Linked DNA regions of Mus musculus: regions 1, 2, 4 and 5 are each linked to region 3. The links are chromatin contacts, called in public Hi-C and HiChIP or PLAC-seq maps. All regions are on one chromosome and are shown on one strand. Each heading gives the region's core, a stretch centred on a gene start, on an enhancer-like site or on the middle of the called end of the contact. The rest is flanking DNA. Distances are from core to core; before and after follow the strand shown. Region 1 has its middle 110 kb from the start of Gm41516. Region 2 overlaps Arid1b (AT rich interactive domain 1B (SWI-like)). Region 3 has its middle 9.0 kb from the start of Gm34371. Region 4 overlaps Arid1b (AT rich interactive domain 1B (SWI-like)). Region 5 has its middle 140 kb from the start of Gm34259.

What was found. HiChIP or PLAC-seq counts read pairs in DNA pulled down with a chosen protein or histone mark. Hi-C and Micro-C count contacts between places; a contact is called where the count stands out from the background.
Region 1: a Hi-C map of myocytes shows a contact between it and region 3, with 3 times the contacts expected there. The contact joins two enhancer-like sites. A contact is called at or near these places in 1 of 15 datasets of contacts at CTCF or cohesin (large pre-B cells) and 3 of 484 Hi-C or Micro-C datasets (B cells, large pre-B cells and myocytes).
Region 2: a contact with region 3 is called in a FOXA1 HiChIP or PLAC-seq map of pancreatic cancer cells. The contact joins two enhancer-like sites. A contact is called at or near these places in 1 of 484 Hi-C or Micro-C datasets (psoas muscle) and 1 of 115 datasets of contacts at active chromatin or transcription factors (pancreatic cancer cells).
Region 4: an H3K27ac HiChIP or PLAC-seq map of heart atrium shows a contact between it and region 3, with 4 times the contacts expected there. The contact joins two enhancer-like sites. A contact is called at or near these places in 1 of 484 Hi-C or Micro-C datasets (the HL-1 cell line) and 1 of 115 datasets of contacts at active chromatin or transcription factors (heart atrium).
Region 5: a RAD21 HiChIP or PLAC-seq map of pro-B cells shows a contact between it and region 3, with 4 times the contacts expected there. The contact joins two enhancer-like sites. A contact is called at or near these places in 1 of 15 datasets of contacts at CTCF or cohesin (pro-B cells) and 1 of 484 Hi-C or Micro-C datasets (cumulus cells).

The regions. Positions count from the first base shown.
Region 1 is chr17:4,296,881-4,299,580 of GRCm38.p6, reverse strand. No RefSeq gene overlaps it. Among named protein-coding and RNA genes, the nearest start is that of Gm41516, 110 kb to the right of the region's middle. Within about 2 kb of position 1,295, at least 21 of the 459 cell types and tissues checked have an H3K27ac peak or open chromatin away from gene starts, as enhancers often do. A contact at or near this core is called in myocytes, where this site is marked.
Region 2 is chr17:5,136,796-5,139,495 of GRCm38.p6, reverse strand. All of the region lies in intron 4 of Arid1b (AT rich interactive domain 1B (SWI-like)), which reads right to left. Among named protein-coding and RNA genes, the nearest start is that of Gm34854, 86 kb to the left of the region's middle. Within about 2 kb of position 1,380, at least 239 of the 459 cell types and tissues checked have an H3K27ac peak or open chromatin away from gene starts, as enhancers often do. A contact at or near this core is called in pancreatic cancer cells, where this site is marked.
Region 3 is chr17:4,784,388-4,787,087 of GRCm38.p6, reverse strand. No RefSeq gene overlaps it. Among named protein-coding and RNA genes, the nearest start is that of Gm34371, 9.0 kb to the left of the region's middle. Within about 2 kb of position 1,422, at least 76 of the 459 cell types and tissues checked have an H3K27ac peak or open chromatin away from gene starts, as enhancers often do. A contact at or near this core is called in heart atrium, myocytes, pancreatic cancer cells and 1 more, where this site is marked.
Region 4 is chr17:5,114,871-5,117,570 of GRCm38.p6, reverse strand. All of the region lies in intron 3 of Arid1b (AT rich interactive domain 1B (SWI-like)), which reads right to left. Among named protein-coding and RNA genes, the nearest start is that of Gm34854, 110 kb to the left of the region's middle. Within about 2 kb of position 1,385, at least 18 of the 459 cell types and tissues checked have an H3K27ac peak or open chromatin away from gene starts, as enhancers often do. A contact at or near this core is called in heart atrium, where this site is marked.
Region 5 is chr17:4,475,024-4,477,723 of GRCm38.p6, reverse strand. No RefSeq gene overlaps it. Among named protein-coding and RNA genes, the nearest start is that of Gm34259, 140 kb to the left of the region's middle. Within about 2 kb of position 1,398, at least 12 of the 459 cell types and tissues checked have an H3K27ac peak or open chromatin away from gene starts, as enhancers often do. A contact at or near this core is called in pro-B cells, where this site is marked.

The DNA of each region.
Region 1 (2,700 bases), core at 46-2,545, 490 kb after region 3:
GAGTGAGGGGGAACAGAGGAATGCTGTCACTCTCTTCTACCTAGGGAAGTAGCACTTCTCTTGCACATGGGGGAACAGTGTTCCCAGCATGCTAGTAAATGAACTCATGGGTGGGAAGCCCTTGGATCTCCTTAGAAGTAAGTGACTTAAAAAAACAACCAAAACCAGCCATTTGTATTACCCTTGTAGGTGATATGGTTTCAAATGGACAGAGAGCACAGTTTGTCTTCTGTTCAAATTGGCAATCCCTTCATGCCATTCTGGGAATTAGTTCAGAACTGCCTGCAGGAAACATAAATCACCTTTCATGCCCGCACCATTTCCTAGCAGGCCTGTATTTTCCCAGGAGGTTCTTTCTCTGTAGTAGATAAAAGTTTGCCTGTATTTCATGTGTTCTCACTTCATTGTGCTCCTCAGCAGATACCAGGCTGTGTCCATCATCCCAGGCAATGTTCCAGACACTTAAATCCAAGGTGGTCCCCTCTAAACCCCACTTCTTCCACTGAGTACCTCTGTCACTTTTATTGTTATCAGGGGGCATATTCTCCTTCTCAGTGGAAGGAGAGGCACGTTTGTGAATATGTGACAATAACCCGCATGCAGCTCTCTGATTATAAATATCAAGTGTTATGAAAGTCCCATCAGTGCTCTGATCAAAGGCACAGGGACTCACTGCTGAAGCAGCAGGTGACGGGGCACAACCGGAACAAAGGAAAATGCTGAGTAGACACGGGTTCCCAGGAAATTTACATTAAAGACTTTTGTCTGCTGCATTTTCAGCTGAGCTTATGAAAGGACTGAACCAAAAGCAGGCAAAGCCATTGATGTTACAATGGTACCTGATAATTAACAATAAGTTCAAGATCTACTGATCGCTAACATTCCCCATGTTTAGCTGCTAATGCAGACAACAGTAAGTGCTGGCTATAATAATCACCTTTGGCCATGGAGGGTGACAATAAACTCCTCCCATTATTTCCGTTGACCACATCCCTCAGGAAGATATTGTGCTACGTGCTGGGAGAGGTGCAGATCACAGAAAGAAATACAGAAGCTAATGTAGAGTATTTGCCTAAGCAGTAAAATCTTCTTTCCTTTATCGGAATAATAATATTAGTTTTTCTCAGTGCTGTAGCAAAAAAGAAAAAAGAAAAGTAAAGAAAAACCCCAATCCTCTTCAGAGAGAGGGGGGGTGGGCAATTTAGAAGGCATCATGCTGGAAGCCGTGGTAGCTAGAGCTGATTGGTCTGTAGTGGTTGGAGGTTTAACAGCTGGCCACATGACCGCAGTGGACAGAAACTGGAGATGAGATGGAAACAGGGTGGAGCTATTGCCCTCAAGGCTTGGCACTTGGGAGCCTGCTTCTATAACCCAGGCTTCAACTTCTAAAGATTTCACAGCCTTCCCAAAATGACACCAGCAGCTGGGAGCCAAGTGCTCAAACACAGGAGCTAGTGGGAGCCTGTGGCAGACATGGGAGACATCACACCCAAACCACACACAGGAGAGTAACTAGTTCTGTTCTGAGACCCACTGGCTGCTCAGATAGGCTACAACCATTATTGTCTTCTACAAAGCAAGGAGGCAGATATAGTTAGTCATGGGCAATACTGTCTTCCACTTAAAAGGTCATGGATTATGTTGGTATAGAATGATAAATCTAAGAGAAAGAAAAAAAATGAATTTGTCTCTCACAAGCACCTCCATAGAGAGCAAAATTCATTAGGGACAGTTTTCTATCAGTCCAAATCTAGAAGTTTCTGTGACCAGCAAGGGTCACTTTGTCATGACTTCCTGACATGGACTCTGAGGACAGAGGTAGTATCAGACTGAAATGAGATGAAACAAAGCTCACTGCAGTGCCTTGGGAAGGTTTGAGCGATGGGTGGGGCTCAAGGAAGCTTGGGCAGCATGGTGGAGGCCAGGATGCCTTTCCCCACATCTCTCTGTGTGCCTGACATCCTCAGCAGCAGCTCTGCTTCCTTCTAGAGCTGTCTCATCCTGGCTGGCCTCTTCCTTTGTGCTGAACCCAGAGTCCTGGTATTAATGATAGCCCAATTGCCAACCTGAGCCTTCTGGTTCCAGAAGCAACACTAATGTCTATTGAGCATGCCTGAGTTGACTGCTTGTTCCTCTTCTGACTTTGGGGTTCAGCTGTCCCTGGGAACCACACACCAAGTTCCACATGGCTGGTTTCAGTGCCTCACTAACACAGTGTAATACTGCCTCACGACTGTCAACCTAAAGTCAGGATTGGTCAACAAGCCAGTGCTTGAGCATGGTTCCAAGGCATGGGTGTCATAAGCCTGTGCCTGGGAACCAGCCAGAGATTAGCTATCTGCTACTACCTAGTGCATCTGTGTGACAGACACAAGTTTCTCTACTTCCCCTAGCTCTTTTGCAAAAAATAAAATAAAAAATAAAAATAATATCTATGTGCTATCACTGGTGAAATATGAGATCAGATACACATAAAAAAAGGTTCAGCATGGTTCTTGGCACAGAATTAGTTTTCCATAACAGATGGGCAGCCAGAGCCACCCCTTCTGGCTGCTTTCCACAGATTCTGTAGTTGCCATCCCTTTCCGTTTCTTTAAGCTGCCGACACCTGCCATGTTTTGCATGTGATACTTAGGTCAGGCCCTGCTAATCCCAAAGTCTCCCTAGGGTCCAGATACAAATTGAAGCCTCAAAGAAGGC
Region 2 (2,700 bases), core at 131-2,630, 350 kb before region 3:
AGGATCAAGCAGATAATGGGTTAAGTCCGAAAACTAAAGGAGCAACAGAGCAAATCTGACTCTGTGTTTAAAAAGCCTATAAAATGTTACAAGCAAAACAGGAGAAGCCCGTGTTAATAATGCATAAACCAAAAGAGAGGGGGAAGCTACCCATTTAACGGAATAATGCTTTTATCCTTGCAGTTAAAACGAAATAAACCATGACTATTAATCTAGTAAGACCATGTAAAAATGTAATTTTTAAACATTTACTAAAAGGGTAGACTTCAGTAACAGCTCTAAAAAGCAAGGCCTTGTGTACAGCAGCGTTTAAATGCTAAGCACCAATCTCCTGTCTGCCTAGGCCATTACCCACCCTGTCACCATGGCAACGCTAACAGTATGCCTGACTTCAAAGACAAAGATGTAATTTCAGACTTCCAGCAGCCAGAGGGAGTGGTAAGAATATTCTACCCAGGCAGTGTCAGCTGATGATAAATTATAAAAATACCCAGGAACGTTATGAAGCGGACTGTACCACGGTCTCATATTCCTGGGGGAAGACTTGCCTTAGTCAAGCAACACCAGGGGATGCTGGGAGTAAAACCAAAAGTAAACAGGAAGGAACCTCAATAGCATGACACAGACTTCTTGCTTCTTCCTTGCTCCCAGGAGAAAATGCAAATAGTTTCTTCCACCATGGTTTTCTCAGACAGAGTAGGAGTGACTAAGGGTCTGCATGTTTGTTCAGAGGACTTGCAAAACCACCCCCATGACTGCTAAACTGAATGCTTATGACTGTTTCACAGGAGCTGGGCCCACGTCCTCCTGCACTGAGCTTGGAAGGACACCTGCCTGCCGCCCCCCCCCCCCCGCCCCGCCCCGGCTTTTCTTACAACCACCAATCACAGATGTGTAAGTTGTGAGCTTCTTAAAAACACTGCAAATGAGTAAGGCTGCCCAGCAGTAACACAGCTGATCAAGATCTCAGAGTTGAAAACTCACCAAGTTCTGGACAAGTGTGGTTGTGGAAATTCAGGAGACTCTTGCTGGAGTTAATGTCATCCTGAAAAGTTTTATATATATGATTTTCTTCTACTTGAAGTTAGGAACAAGATAATGAAGGTAGGCCACAAACAAAGACAGATCAATTATTATATTACTGTCTGCAGGAATAAACACAATGTAGCGTGAACTCACTTTCTGCTGACTAGTTATAAGCCTAAGAGTTAGTTTCTTATAGAAGCAGGAACGGCAGAGTCACCCCTTTCATGGACCTGAGAGGCAGCCCAAGCTTCCTACCCAGGAGAAGGAGAGACAGTTTCACATCAGGGCTGCTGTCCTTTGTCCCTGCTGGCTCCTTGGCAGGCACCCAGACCCTCTCTTTACAGGGTCAAGAGCTGTGACTAAAGTCTACCTGGAGGCCCAAGCTGCTTCCCCTGACCTCTCCTGGGGTGGAGACAGAGGAGTCAGGCCAGCAAGTCCCTCCTCAGGAAGTGCTGGACAGACAGACAGACAGACAGGCCTCCTGTTCTCAGAAGCTCACACCTGACAGTGAGCCCGAGTCTAGAGGTTCATGAGAGACTGAATTCACATCTCACCAGTGGGTGACATGCACCAGACGGTGGCCGCAAGTCACCAGAACAGGGCCAGCACCCAAAGTCCCAGCCATCACATTCCCCCCCAATTTCATAACTAATGGAAAAGCCAATTTCTCCCATGAAAACACAAACCCGAAGTTTCAAATGACAAAGGAAAACGTCACCTGCACACCTATCTCAAAAGAAAAAGATTATAAAACTACTTGCAATTTAGCTATGTTATTAAGTTTTATATTGAGTTTTTATTCTGCTACATGCTTATGATTAAGGGAACTATTTTAAAAGTTTCCATGAAATATAAAAATGGGCTCAATAAACCACTCCTTTGAACACAATTGCTAGATTTATAATTTTGACAGTTAAACAAGTCAATCGAGTTCTAGAAAACCCTTCAACTGTCCATCACGTGGGCGGGACTTCAACTGTCCATCACGTGGGCGGGACTTCAACTGTCCATCACGTGGGCGGGACTTAAGGCCTCACTCAGGACCCTGTCCACTCACGTGGGCCGGAAGGTCTCATTCAAGACCCCTATAAGCTTCCAAATAATATGGGATCACGGCTCTTACTGCACAGAACAGGCCTCTATTTCCATATCAGTTTCATTATTTTCTCAGGATCATTTTATGTTTCTTTATAGAACATTTCCTTCTACAAAATCATAGAAGGTGAAGTTCCCTAAGATATAACGAATTTTGCCTTTATATTAAAAATTATATAACCTTGAATTTCTCTCTTTACCATGGTAGCTGGGACGCAGCCTTAAACTGGACCTCCATTTGCGGTCACATCATTATCCGGGCTCGTTTGTTTTTCCATCCTACCCCACCCCCAACAAATTGTAATGTCTTAGAACAGCTTTTCTTTACATAGGAATGTGTGACTTTAGGTCAACTCAAGTCCTTCCAGAAGCACAGCCTGAATACAAACCTCACAGGAGACCCGGTCCTTTGTCACAGCAAGCTTCTTGCCATTAAAGGTGCCCACTGATCCATACAAAATAAACACATTTCTTTCTAATTCTCAAGCAAAAAGCAGTAACGGACAGCTGCAAGAAAATTCACCCAAGCCGCTTTCATACACTTCCATAGAGAAAAAGACTTTGAGCATTAGGTTAGAG
Region 3 (2,700 bases), core at 173-2,672:
TAGGTAGGTGCATCATTTCTGGGCCTCAATTGTGTGTATGCGTATATGTTTATATGTATGTCTGTCTGTATGTGTGCATGTGTGTGTGTGTTCATGTGTGTGTTTGTATGTGTGTGTGTGTTTGTATGTGTGTTTGTATGTGCTTGCATGTGCATGTGTGTTTGTATGTGCTTGTATGTGCATGTGTGGTTGTATGTACATGTGTTTATATGTGTGTGTGTTTGTATGTGCATGTGTGTTTGTGTGTGTGTGTGTGTGCTCATGCACAGGCACTTACTTTAGCATGTGTGTGGGTGTCAGAGGACAGTCTGGATAATCCCAGGTGTGGTCCTCATCTTCTTCTCTGTTGTTGCAGGATTCCTCCCACCTCTTCCTTCTGTCTCCCCACAGTAACATTGGGATAACACACAAGCACTTCCACACTTGGCTTTTCATGGATTCTGGGGATTTGAACTTAAGTCCTCATGTTTGCATACCAAGCACCTTATCTTTTGAGCCATCTTCCCAGCCAAGTGACAGCTGCCTGACAGAAAAAACAAACAAACAAACAAACAACAACAACAACAACAAGCCCCCAAAGTTCCCCCCCCAAATCCAAGAGATGTCTGGGAAAGAGTACATGACACCCTGTCCCCTGCAGAAGAGAGTGGGAAAGCTTGGTCTCCTGCCTAAGCTCCTCAGTGCTTTCTGTGGGATCGCAAGAGTCAGGAGCACAGGGCTCCTGGGGGTGGGGAGGCAGTTGACTCTGGCTGCTTGCCTGCTGTGTACCCCACTTTCTCCTCCTGAGTAGGTTTTATGCAGCCTGAGCTCCCCGGGGAGCAAGGCACTTCTCCTTCGCTCCAGTCTTGAAGTTCCAGCTCTCTGTGGGGAATAGCACCATGCAATCAGTGTGCAGACCGAACCCGAGTGTCACCAAGCAAGTATTTCACATTTCATGTTAAATCATATCCTAACACAAGTGTGAAGAAGTGGGATCAAGTGAGAAATATACATTTAAAGGGCTGAGATGGCTTTGAATGAGGGTGAAATCCAGCCATGCTCTCCCGGTCCCTTCTCGGGGCGTCTGGGAACCCCATTCTGTGTGCTGAATGTCCAGAGATGCACGAGGATCGAGAGGTGTTGAGGTGAGATGGGGCGTGCTGTCGGGATGGAAAGTGCTAGACACAGTGGCTATCAGACTCTGTGGTTTAAGGAAAGAGATTTCTCTGATTATACATAAATACCCACAGCTGAAGGAGGGCGGGGCAAGGAGGGAGGGGTGAGAAGGGCGGGGCGAGGAGGGTGGGTAAAGAGGACAGGTGTGTGTGTGTGTGTGTGTGTGTGTGTGTGTGTGTGTGTCAAGGAGAGCAGAGAGCAGGGCAGGGAGAACAGGCATCTCTAGGACAGCCCAGCATACTTGCAGGATGACTCAGTGCTGGGCACGCAAGCCACTTTTCTTAGACACTTCCTTCATGGAATCTCCTGCTTGCCCGCAGCTTATGCAGCCTCATAGAGAGGCATGGAGTTCTGGAAGGTGCTCTCCCTGCTGGCTTGTATTCTGGTTTGCTTCTGATTAGAGTGGTGTGTGTCATGTAACTTGCTGTGCACAGCTCTTGTGGAGAGGCAGGACCCTAGTGTATGCCCGCCACCCCCTTGCTCTGTGAGTTGGAGTTCTCTGCAGGATCAGGAGGCAGGCCCTGGGTGCCAGGAGAGCTAGCTCAGAGTCAGGGTGGGGATACATGACACCTTGCCTGCGAGCCCAGCACCCTGGGGACAGAAGCAGGTGGCAGCTGAGGCCAGCCTTGCAAGAGGATCCACAGGGCCCTAGGGCTGTGCTAAGAGGAGAGAGCTTATTTTTAGTTGTTGGATCTTCCCTATTTATATTTCGTAAGTGTTGGCTTGTTTATCTAAGAGGCTGTAGAGCTTAAAAGCTTATATATATATATATATATATATATATATATATATATAATAAAAATTAAAAAATGTAATTTTGCAGCAAACACTGTAAGAATAACTTTGTGAAAATAAAATGATTTTCTTTCTCTTCTTTTTCTTCCTCCTCCTCTTCCCCCTCTTCCTCTTTCTCTTCTTCCTCCTACTTCTCCTCCTCTCTCTCCTTCTCCTCTTTCTCCTCTTCCTCCTCTTCCTCTTCTTTTTCCTTCTCTTTTTCTTTTTTTAAGAACAGGGTCTCATTTTTTTTTAATGTTCCAGGCTAGCCATGAACTCACTGTGCAGCTGAGGAAGATCTTGCTGTCCTCTTTCCTCCTTGAGGCCTGAGATTACCAGGGCATACCTCCATGCCTGGTTTATAGAGTGCCAGGGATAGAACACAGGGCATTCTACAGGCTAGGCAAGCACTCTATCCACTGAGCTATGCCCAGCCAATCATTTCAATCACTGTTTCTCTTTGGGGCTCTCTGTATGCTGTATGTGCCCAACTACTATACCATCCCAGTGGTACTGTCCTGATGGGTGGACAGTCGCCCGGACAACATCAGGGATGTCCTTTCTCGTCACTCATTCTGAGTCTTCATGGATGGGAGGGAACAGAAATTGCTGTATACTATAGGGGCCAATCAGGCAGCTACAAACACTTGGCACCTTCACAGGAATTTCACAGCATTCTGGAGTCTGGCAGGCTGAGGTCAAAGTGTTGGCAGGGTTGCTTTTAGTCCTTTGCTTGTAGATAGACTGTGTCCTCACGTGGCCTCTTTTCTG
Region 4 (2,700 bases), core at 136-2,635, 330 kb before region 3:
TGGCTCCCAGAGTGTCCCTGGCAGTCAGCACGGCCTAATCTGTGAGCCCCAGATTCCAGTAAGAGAAACATTACAAAAATTATGAGGCCAGCTGGTGAGAAAGGATGTGGAGGTTGCCCTCGAACCAGCCAGGCCAGCCTACTATGAAAGAGATTCTCAGATGAGGTAGACTGTGTTCCTGAGTAAGACTGAGGAACTGAAGGAAACTAGACAGAGGACCAAGAAGAAGAAGCAAGAGAAAAAGTCTTGTACTGCTGGGTCTCCTCACACCAAAATCTCTCCAAATTAAGACACAAAACAGATCCTGGTGAGTGTTTACCAGGCGTGTGATAATAACTGGGCCCTTTAAAGGAATGTTGGAAGGGAGCCTGTGAAGGCTGGCCTGTAGGCTCCTCCCTCACTGTGGCTTGTGTGTTAAGGGTGCAAGAGACATTGGGCATGTAGCATACACCTTCAATTTCAGCATCCAAGAGGCAGAGGCAGGGGGGCTCTGCTGACTTAAGAGACCATGCTACACAATGTGTTCGAAAGCAGCCAAGGCTGAACAAGAAGGAGGAGGATTAGAAAGAGGAGGAGAAGGGGGAGGGGAGGGAAGAGGGGGTAAGGGGAGGGGGAGGGAGAGAGAGGGGGGAAGATGATGAGGAGGAGGAGAAAAGAAAAGAATGTGAGAGGGTTTTTTAAAAAAAAAAATCACACTGAAGAGAACTTGGATCCAGGCACCCTCATCTTTACTGATCTGTGGAAGCTAGGCCATATACATCACTTGTAAGAATTAACAGAAAGTCTAGCTTGCTTAAGGATTGTTTTCTCTCTCTCTCTCTCTCTCTCTCTCTCTCTCTCTCTCTCTCTCTCTCTCTGTCTCTGTCTCTCTGTGTGTGTGTGTGTGTGTTCATATTCTGTCTAAGGGTTCCTATAGTTAAAAGAACTAAATTTCTACTTGGGTAAAAGGAGAAATGTCTAGCAATGTGAGATTTACCATGAATTACATTTAATTAAATATGAGAATCACTGTTGTGAAGCAAGGATATATCCAACATACTTGGCAACTAGTAAAATAGTCAAGTCCAGAGTCCTGAGGTCCTTGCTACATCAGAACTGTCAGAATTCCCATCCTGTGGTCCGGGAATTTAACAAGTTACTTCAAAATCTAGGGTAGTCTACAGTGGTTCCCAAGGAGGGTTCTCACTGGGGAATTTTACAGATAGGAAAATTATTAGGTCATGCCCCAAATTATTGAATCAGAACCTCCAAGAGTGGGTGTCCAACAATCTGTGCTCTAAACACCAGATCTGGAAGCAAAGGGAAAGACTGTCACCGATGGCCTCTAGGCTTGACCATCTGCCCATCTCTGGAGCACAATGTGTCTCCACAGTATAAATAGCAATGAGAGAGACGGGGAGCCCATTAGATTAAAGCACAGCTGCAGTCAATCCGAACTCCAGGCATTGCCTCAGTGTGGCGTCCCAGTGTTACAGGAACAGATTACCGTACCGGAACTGTGTTCCATGACTGGAAGGCACCAGTTAGCTGTGTACAGGAGAGGCTCTCAAACTTGGATGTACACTCTGATTTCTAGTAGAGCTAAAGACTGACACTAAAGTCCTCCACAGACTACAGCTGGGATAGAGAACTTGCTAAGTAAATCCCCCGCTGTCAACAGTTCTCATGTCAATGGCCCTTCCCTCCCTCTGCGTTTTATGAATCCTTACTGTCGCCTGTCCAACGGACTCTCTGCCTCCTACTGCTTTCACCAAGTTAATCCAGAGAATGAACAGAGTCCCCACCTCATACTCCAAGTTTTGGGGGAAAATCAGTCTGCAAATGAGTTAGTCCTGTTGTTATCCCCTTTAGTATGTGTGGTGGTTGTGGTGGTGGGGACCATAACCTACACTAGGAAAGCCCAGTAATGGTGCTGTTGTGAGCATTTATGAATTTGCTTCAACTGAAACAATACATGCACAGCTTGCTACTCTACAGAACTGTCTTTCATCAAAATGACTGAGAAGGAAGAACTTTTAGTTTGTTCGTTACTTTTCTGTGTGCGGTGTTTTGCCTACATACATGCTTGTCTGTTTTGCCTGGTAGCCATGGAGGCCAGCAGAGAGAGGGCAATGGGTCTCTATAATGAGTTATAGCCTCAAAGAGGGTACTGGGATCCTGAAACTGGAACTACTGAATCAGTCACTTATTTGTCTCTAAATTGAGTCTCCTTTTCAAACTCTAACATACTAAAATGAGCACTTTAAATTCAAATGAAAACTGCTAAAAGTAGTGAAAAGAAAAATGGGGGAACCCCAATTTTCTCGCCTCAGCATATAAGCATCAAGAGAAGAGAAGGCCATAAAATACAAGGGCTTTGATGACTGTGCCCCTCCTCAGGCTCTCCCCACTTTTCCAACAGACCCAGCACTCTACAAAGCAGATGCTCATGGGAGGCCTGGGAGACACTCCAGCCCAGAGCACACTCCAGTGCTCCAGCCTACAGAGTCCAGGCAGGAACCCACCCTCTCCCACCTTTCTGAAGGAAATTAAGTGTTCAAGCAGACATTACTATGTCATTACTCAGTCTCTGATTGGATTTCCCTTTTGATCCTCATTCTAAAAAGAAATAAAATCTTTTGAAAATGTTAAACATGGAAATACAGTATTATCAAATTATAATCCAGTACACTCCAAAATGTAGAGGTTAACTACTAACTT
Region 5 (2,700 bases), core at 149-2,648, 310 kb after region 3:
CATCCTCTTCTTCCATGTTGACATCAGTCATATATTATGCAATTAGAGCCTGCTTTGACATAGGATTCTGTTCGCAAGACTGGCCCTGGCTATCTGGGGTTGGCATATACTGACCACAGTGCCTCTACAGTGGCCTGCACTGGGAGAGTGCTCAGATTTCTTCAGTCCAGTCATAGGCTCCAAACAGTTGATTTTGGGGGACTGGTTATGGGCTAAAATGATTCCCTCTGTGTCCAAGAGAGAAAAAAATGAGTAAATACTGAAGACAGTCTATAGCTACAGCTCTGACAGATAGGATGAGGTGGGTTAACTATCTGCATGGTCAGCTTAGAAAAGTGAGGCCCACCAGAGGGGGCTTCACTTATGCTGAGAACAGCAGGATCTGAGCACTTCTCTTAGCAATGTTCTTTGTTTTCTTGTGCTTTTCTTAGGACAAAGTAAGATCAGTTAGGTTCCTGATTATGATGTAAAACTTTTCCAGGGGGTAGCTCGGTGGGCACTGCCCAGATACGGCTCCAGGCAGCCTCATTCTTTTAATGGTGTTCACTATTTAGAGAATTAGGCAATCAATACTTTTCCTCACATGACAATAAGCTGTAGACTGTGAGATGAGGCATGGTGGTACTTTATTAAGTGGATAATCATGGAGAGTTATGTAACTCATCTATTTTTCTTTTTACCTTGGGTTCTTGGAAATCTAGAGATCAATTTTATTACTCAATAATATTTCAAAAATCACACTTAAACTAGGTTTTTGGTACATTTACTGCTCTTACTGAGATTCATGAATAAATTGATACAGTCAATAGATAGTGCTATTTTCTGGCCACAGTAGGATGCTCATTGTTTAAATTTAAGGACCTTTTCTCCCTTAAAGAAAACCAGTTTGAGTTATATTTGCAGTGTGACGTATGCAGCTCTTTTACCTATAGCCTCCAAGGAGGGAAGAGTGTGCCAAGAGCACGGTGGGCAACACCATTCATTCCCTAGGCAAAGGGTTTGCAGTGTATGAGTGGAGACATCAAGCTAACCACAAGCAAGCAGGCATGAATCCATTTCTTCACGCTCTTGACCATGAATGTGACTTGATCAACTGTCTCAAGCTCTCGCTGCCATGATTTCCCTGCCGTGACTGACACTTGGGATTGTAAGATGAAATGAACCCTTTCTCTGTGAAGTTCCCTTTTGTCAGGGCATTTTACCATGTCAATAGACATCAAAGTCGGGGAGCAGGTGACCTAATATGATTTGTGATTTTATTGTTATTACTACACAGGGCTATATAATGCCTTTGACATGCATGTTTGTAATCAACTTTGAACATATTTCCCTTTATGCTCCCTTTCTCTCCCTCCTCCTCCCTCGTCCCATGAGCCCCTTTTGAGTCCAGTTTCACTTTTACTTTCAAGTCATCTGTGCAGTTTTATGTATCATGTCAATACATGATTTATATCTGTAAAGTCCAGGACTCCAAAAATGAGAGATAACATGTGGCATTTGACTTTCTGGGGTGACTTAATCTGCCTAATATGATTATCTTCCATTGTATCCATTTTCCTCGAAAAGGATAGGACTCCACTCTTCTTCACGGTGAGAAAAACTGCATCGCAGGATAGTGGTTTTTGATGACAGCCTCTAGGGAACATGTAAATGTAGATGGTGTGGTATCCAGTAGATGAGTGATACCGGAAGAGGAAGGGCAGCCATGCTTGATCATGGAGCATAGTGTAGCAGCCAGGATCCTTCAAGACTGGGGACGGTAAGTCAGGCACCACAATCACAGTCAGAAGTGCAAGCTGAAACAAGGAGGCCAGGATTTGCTCAGCAGAAGCACTGCTAGAGACTGTCTTAGGCAACATCCTGTTGTGGGACCTCCAGGACCCTGTGCATAAATGAGGTAGTGAGACTCACTAGGTGAAGAGTCCAAGAGGGCAGGAGGCTCTGCATCAGATGGCTATAGGTGTCCGTGTTATAGAATTGCTTATTTGCTTATTTGCCTGTCTTTCCTTACTTGATTTCCTTGATAATGTTATCTTCCTAACAGCCAAGTAAGGCATAGCATCACTTGGATGACAACCATACACATGGGAACTCATCATTATTTTCCCATTTTTGTTTCCCAAGTGTCTTCTTGAGCTTACACAGCCATGTGATGTGCCCACAGTGAAGTCCTGGTCTTTGAAATGAGAGAGCCAGACAAGGTGATGTGTAAAAATATTTCTGTGCCCTTCAGTCCTATAATTCCATTGTTCCACTAATCTAGAGTGCCAGAAATAGACAAAACCCAGCTAAGGGAAAGTGTCAGTCAGCGTGGGCTGCTCTAACAGAATACCGTAGCTTGTAGCTTCAACAGGAAACACTCATTCCTCACTCAGTAGACTAAAAGCCAGTGGCAAGGAGTTAATAGACCAGGCACATACCGACGTCTCCCTTCCTAGTGTGTAGACATCTTCACGTGAACCCACAAAACCTCGAGAAAGACCCTGCCTCTCTCTGGTTTTTCTTATGAGGACACTGATTTACACTGATGGCTTCACGGGCCTCACTGCAAATGCCACCATACAGGGAGCTGGCAATCCTGTCTAGGAAAGAGAATAAGAAAACCAAAGCAGAATGAGGTCAATGTGAAGGGGTAGGGAATAGATTATTTGTACATTTTTGACCTTAGGCATGGTGTGCAACCAATCACCTTACACCGTA